Regions from separate parts of the Pan troglodytes genome. Here region 2 is linked to region 1. A link is a contact called in public Hi-C data. All regions are on one chromosome and are shown on one strand. Each heading gives the region's core, a stretch centred on a gene start, on an enhancer-like site or on the middle of the called end of the contact. The rest is flanking DNA. Distances are from core to core; before and after follow the strand shown. Region 1 holds the start of NR4A2 (nuclear receptor subfamily 4 group A member 2). Region 2 has its middle 370 kb from the start of GALNT5.

Region 1 (3,067 bases), core at 249-2,748:
GGAAGTCATATTTTCCATTTCTCCATACTTCATCTATTAATCAGTTGACTGGCAATTTCCGACACCAGTTTTGCTAAACTTTATAAATTTTGCTTCCTCCAGAGGTAGGAGGGGGAAGGAGATGGGCAATACAGAAACAGATTTTACAGCCAGAATATGACAGGGCCCCTTAAACTACAAATAGATGTAGAATTTTAAATGTAGCTCTGTAGCTCAATTTATACCACAGAAATTGCGAGATGCTATCTTCCTGTTGTTATAACGTATCAGGTCAAGGGATATAAATTGTACCAGGTAATTCATTTTGCTGTTCAGAGAGTCATTAAGTTCCTCCCAGAATATATGTGATTGATATCCCTGGAGGTGAAAGGCTAAAGGAACCATATGGCAACATGTTGCATTCCGTATGCTATCTGCCCATCCGTGCTTAAGCTGTCATTAGCAACATCTGTACCTTACGGAAATCCAGCTGCGCCGACGACGGCTGACGGAATTGTACTTGGGGGGAAAATCTAGCTTAGCGCCATTAACTTGAGACTTACAGTCTATCTACCAGGACGGATGGAAGCTTTCACAATTAGACGAGACGACACGAATGCTTTATTAAAGTTTAATTTTGAACTCCCAATTAGCGAAAGTGCATTACAAATCGATTGCAATTTCCTAGAAGGTGCAGCAAGTTCTCTGCCTGCCTGCCACGTGCAAGACGCTCCACAGCGAGCTTCCCCAGCTCCGGGCAGCAGAAAGGGGATGGTTCAGAGCCGATCTCCGCATCCCAGGAAGTCCCTAAAATCCGCGCCAGCCCCTCCTCCCGCAGGGCGGGGGCGTCCACGGCGCGAACCCGCCAGAGGTGTAGGGGGAAGTGTGGGGGGCTGGTCCGCAGCCTTCGAGGGGTGGGGCGACAGGAGGGAGCGGCCGGGGGAGGAGAAAAAGGCGGGCGGCGGGAGAGGGGGCCTCTATTATCTCGGCTTCTCGGGAGGAGCCTCGTCTAGTCAGTCACGCAGGAGAAGTTTCTCTTTCGCTCTTCGCGCTACACACCCAGATTGGCTTCCAGCGCGCAGGCGAGTGGGGCGAAGGAGGGGGGACAAGAGTCCCGGAAGGGCCGTCCGGCGTTCACACCCACCCCTGTTCCGCTCCTCCCGCCCCAAACAAAGTCCCCCGACTCTAGGTCCAGGATACGTTACCTGCCCGGCGCTCCCGGCCCCTTGGTCACCGCATCCCCCGCTGGGCGCGCCTGGTACGGGTCCCGCTCCCCGGGGCTCACAAAGTGGTCGCCCCTGGCTGGGCGGCTGGGTAGATGCCCCTCTCTGGACATGTTGGGGCGGTTTTTGGGGTAAAGGGAACGCGGGAAGTGAAAGCGGAGGCTGGGACAAGGGGAACTTACTGATAAAATAGAAAAAAAAAAAAAAAAGCCCACAGGGCCCAGGTCCTGGCCGGGGGCGAAAGAGGCCTGTTACCTTTCGGGGGGTCGCGGCCGACCAAGAAGGGAGCCGGGGAGTCGCCCGCCCCCCTCCCCCGGCCCCCGGCCCCCGGCCCCCGGCGGCGGCGGCAGCTGCACACAGAAGCCCATTGTCGCCGGCGTCCGGCGCGCAGCCCCGCGGACTCGGCCCCGCGGCCAAGCGCGTCAGCGGCCCCGTCAGCCGGGCCGGGCCCCGTGACGCGCGCGCAGCCCGCGCTATAAATAACCTGCCGCCGGGCGGCTCGGGCGGCTTTCCAGTGACGCTGGGGCCGAGGCGCGGGAGGAGGAGGGCGAAAGGAAACAATAAAACCGCCCGGCAGCCTCCCAAGTCTCCCTCCTCCCTTCCCAGGCCGCCCGCGGTCCTTCGCGTCGAGCTCCTTTTTCCCCGCCCCGGCCCGCCCTGCGGGGAGCGCGGTTCGCGGGTGGGAAGGAGCCCGGCGTGCTGGCGTCCCCTAGTGCTGCCGGGGCCCCGGGGCGGGAGGGGGTTTTTCCCGCACCCTGGGATGACGAGGAGGGAACTTGGCGACAAGTTTAGTGAGGGGATCGCTGTGTTCCTTTCTAGTCCAGTTAAAATGACCCGAGCTTTTCCCGCTCCCTCACACACCTATTCTAGTACAGGTCGGATGTGTTTTTGTGGTAGTAAGTCCTCAACCGAAAACAAAAGCGAAAAACCTGTCGTCTTCAACGTAAGCATTATCTAGGTTTTTGTGGGGCCAGGCTTGCATTAGTGTTTTCATTCGGGGGGTTGTATTATAGAAAGTGTGCCCCGTAGTAGCAGCGTGGGGAAGGGTTCCAGGACCCAGGCTGTCAGCTCCGGTGCATTTACAGGTCTTTTTGCCGTAGAATTTAGCATAGGCCTGAAACATGGCATAAATGAACTTTCTAAAAGTCTATAATCTCAACGTTAAAGAGCTTACTTTTTAACTCTGGACTTTAATAAAGGCTCCCACTTTAAAAGGGGCTTTCTCTATAGGAAAGTATTAATATTTTTGTGGAGACTCTCACTGCTACCTTCCATACTCAGGCAATTCTGTCACACACCCTGACACTTGTCCTACTCATTAAGGTACCCACATACAACTGGAGGTAATCTGTTTTCTTGGACCAACAATTAATAGACTATAAAACTGTATTTCGTCTTGAGCAAAATGTCTCAGCTATGAACATATTTTCTGAGGTTCTGATGTAGACATAGATATAAATTTGCAGATGCAAGCAAGGTGTTGCAGTGACTTGGCATGGTTAGAGTGAGTTACTAGTGTTGGGGGAAATGGTTCTTAGTTCACTAGTGAGGCAAAGTGGTATAGTAGAAGGCTCTCTGAGCTGGGGTTTAGAAGATAAAGAAATTTGAGTTTTAATTATGTCTTCACTGTACTTTTCTGTGCCACCTTGCAGAAACCACGGCCTTTCTCTGCCGCACTTTCTTCATTAACATTAAGGACTGATAGTTCCTTTTCTACCCTTACATTCTAGGATGTTAAAGGATATTGTTGTGTCCAGGGATAAAGTTTTATCAAATAAACATAAGCACCCAGTGTCTCATGGGAGACAGGTAACAAATGTAGATTAATTTGGTCTTCTGACATTTTAAAATTTTGTACATCTTAA
Region 2 (3,067 bases), core at 290-2,789, 550 kb after region 1:
GTTATTATTCTTTTAATAACATAGACTTTCTCATGTACATATACTGACAGATGTAGAAGAAGGAAGCAGAAATGAGATGGCGGGCTTTAACTCAGAAAAAATGAAAAAGACGAGCCACAGTAAACTAAGTCAATGTTAAATAAGGATTTCCTCAACCACCTACAGCAGACACAGCTTTCTATGGGTTTTATTGATGTCCCTGGGACAGTAGATTCCACTTAAATCTTTCAAGCCCAGTTAAATATGAGAACATGAGGCACTTCAGAGACTGAAAGAACCAAGAAGCCCATCAAAGACTATCCCCTGCTCTAAGGATTTGCCACTCCACACCAAATTCTTTTCCCTGTTAATGTATTTTTAATTTTAGTGACTGTAGTTTTCATATTTTCAGACTGTTGGTTCTGATAAAACACCTAGTTGCAGTCCCTAGGAAATGCTTAATGCTCAAAATTGCCTACAGTTATTTCCTTTTAATGAACTTCAAATATGAGTCAGTACTAAAAAAAAAAAAAAGACGGAAATAGCAGTGTGTGTGTGCATACACACATTTATAGGTACACACACATATGTATATACACATATATATACACACATATATTTGTAAAAAAAAAAAATAGGCTAGTAGGCTTTTTAAATGCAAGAGTAGTTTGCTCTGATAGCACTCCTTTGGTAGTCCAGCTACATTGCCAGTTGCTTCAGAGAGCAAAAGAAACACTCCATAGACTGAGAGTGTTTCTTCTTTGACAAAAAAAAAAAAAAAATGCCAAGAATTCTGCTACTCAAACAAACCTTCCATTGAAAATCTAAATTGCGCTTTCCAGAAAACAACTGGATTACAATTCTTTAAGGAATGAAAAATAGGTGGAAATAACCTATTAAAGTACAATAAGCTGCCAAGGGGGAAAATGCAACATCTTAAAGAAAAGGCAGATCACTAATTTAGAGTCTCCTAAAGAAAACTCTTACATAAAGTCCTGAATTCACACTGGGTTATATCATTTAAAATCATATCATGCAGCATTCATTCCCTGACTCTCCACAAAAGAAATTGAATGCCAGTTATCAAGATTATTATCAATATCCTGGTATTAGTTTTGAAGCATGTTTTAACTAATAAGATGATGAATAACTGTGAAGTAAATTCCCCCAAAATGAACACTGTGTTTCCTCCCTTGTGTTCTTAGTTTGGTTACCTAGGAGAACCAGAGTTCGATAATACACTGATTGAATATTTGAGAATAGGGACATAGTAAAAATATCTTTCAATATTTCCTAAAGCAGGTTGTTTCTCCTCCTGCCTATCATTGGCAAATGGAAAAGGATTTAGAATTTCAGAGACAGCACTTTGCTCATGTGTGCCAGTCATGCATGGAGTGAAATGTGTTAACCTTTAAACAATTTGGGAGTGGATGCAGTTAATAGGTAAGACAGATAGTTACAAAGTCCTGATTAACTACAGAGCGCATAGACATGTGGAAACTTGTATATGGTGAAAGGGAAGAGACAGCAAAGATTATTTACCGTTCTAGAGAACAGGTCCTGGGGAACAGAATGAGGAAATTCTGAACAGCAACATTGCCCTCTTTTGGTAAAACAGTGTACAATGTGTTTACCTCACTTGCAGGTGAAAGCATTTCTTCAGGACACAGACATTTTCCACATCAAGAAAAATGACACAAACTAAAACCGCAGAGAGGGAAAGAGTTCACCTATATACCTGTAAGGTGGACGGAATTTGCATACAGAGTAAAGACACTTGAAGTGACAGGCTAACAAAGAAGCTTTTAGACTCAGTCTTTCTGGGGTCCAGTTTCAGTGACTGCTGGATTATTTAACCCTTGTATTTATCCTTGACTGCTTCAAGCCGTCTGCGTTGTAATCAGAATCATGTAGCACTCGGAATGTGAACAAATAAAACAGGAGCTAGTTCTTTTTGAGTCCCCAGTGCTTAAATACGCAGGCAGTCTGCAGTCTGAGCGGAAGTCACTGAATAAAGAGCCGTATCCCGCAGAAAAGACGTCCCCAGCAGTTTGTGCTTTGTGGCTCTAATGAAGCCTGCGATGATTTAGGACAGTGAAGGAAAGGGGCTTGATTGCATCAAAAAAGAAAAAGAAAACTGTCAGGACGAGACACAATGTTAAACTAATTACTTTTATTCATGCTGTAGGTGCCAACGGCACTCTTTAAATAATACTAATTTCAGGCTTGTCTCCATCTCTAATTTCCTCTCTGTTTTCCAAGTTAGAGTCCTTCTCTCGCTGGATCCGTGTTACGGGATTTTTCTACGTGATACTTCTGGAACTTAGGAGTGTCTAGTGCAAATGCAGATTCATTGAACCAGTTTAGAAGATTATTTATTATATTTTTCTCTTCCTGACTAGGAAATTAATCACCATTCCTGCTAGTCACCTTTGCTAGCTTACGGGCTAAACATATTTGAAGGAAGTTATCAGTTCCCTTTAATGATCACAGTCCTTTCAGGGACGAGGACAAAGCAAGTTCATCTTCTTTTCCTCAATAGTTTGAGAAAAATTCTACTTCATGAAAGGAAGTTAGCATTATGGTCCATTCTTTAGCATTTAATTTATTCTCCCTAAATAAAATACTAGTAAAGAGCAACGAGTTTCTGCAAGTGAAAATATAACTGTAAAATAAATAATTACAGTCCTGGAGTAGGAAAGGTAACTCAGATTTGTATTTGTAAACTGATTTTTCTTCTTCTTTTCATTCTGTGATTTGGAATACCTGGATCATTATGTATATGCTATCATTATTTTCAGAGTAGGGTTTGACAGGACTTAAGAGTTTAATGTTTAGGTCACATTTTCTTCAGAGTATTCATTTGCCAAAACAATGCTGGAATCACTTACTATACCAGGACATTGAATTACATAAAAATTCTGAAAAACTCTTTTGAGATCTTTTGCAATCAATTTAGAAAACCTTAAGTCGGTTAATGCTATCAGCGCTAAAAGTTTACAAACTGCGTTCATATAAATCATCTTATTTTATCTTTACCCAGTAAGGTACTTAAAGATCTATTATTGCCTTCACTTAGCAGATAAGG

The links. A called contact is a pair of places that touch in the nucleus more often than the background predicts.
Region 2: a Hi-C map of stem cell-derived neural progenitor cells shows a contact between it and region 1, with 2.3 times the contacts expected there. The contact joins the enhancer-like site here to the promoter of NR4A2 in region 1. A contact is called at or near these places in 2 of 7 Hi-C or Micro-C datasets (induced pluripotent stem cells and stem cell-derived neural progenitor cells) and 1 of 1 datasets of contacts at active chromatin or transcription factors (stem cell-derived excitatory neurons).

The regions. Positions count from the first base shown.
Region 1 is chr13:58,359,146-58,362,212 of NHGRI_mPanTro3-v2.0_pri, forward strand. NR4A2 (nuclear receptor subfamily 4 group A member 2) reads right to left here and starts at 1,499. Exons shown (of 8, transcript XM_016949834.3): 1 at 1-1,499.
Region 2 is chr13:58,908,857-58,911,923 of NHGRI_mPanTro3-v2.0_pri, forward strand. No RefSeq gene overlaps it. Among named protein-coding and RNA genes, the nearest start is that of GALNT5, 370 kb to the right of the region's middle. Within about 2 kb of position 1,540, at least 3 of the 24 cell types and tissues checked have an H3K27ac peak or open chromatin away from gene starts, as enhancers often do. A contact at or near this core is called in stem cell-derived neural progenitor cells, where this site is marked.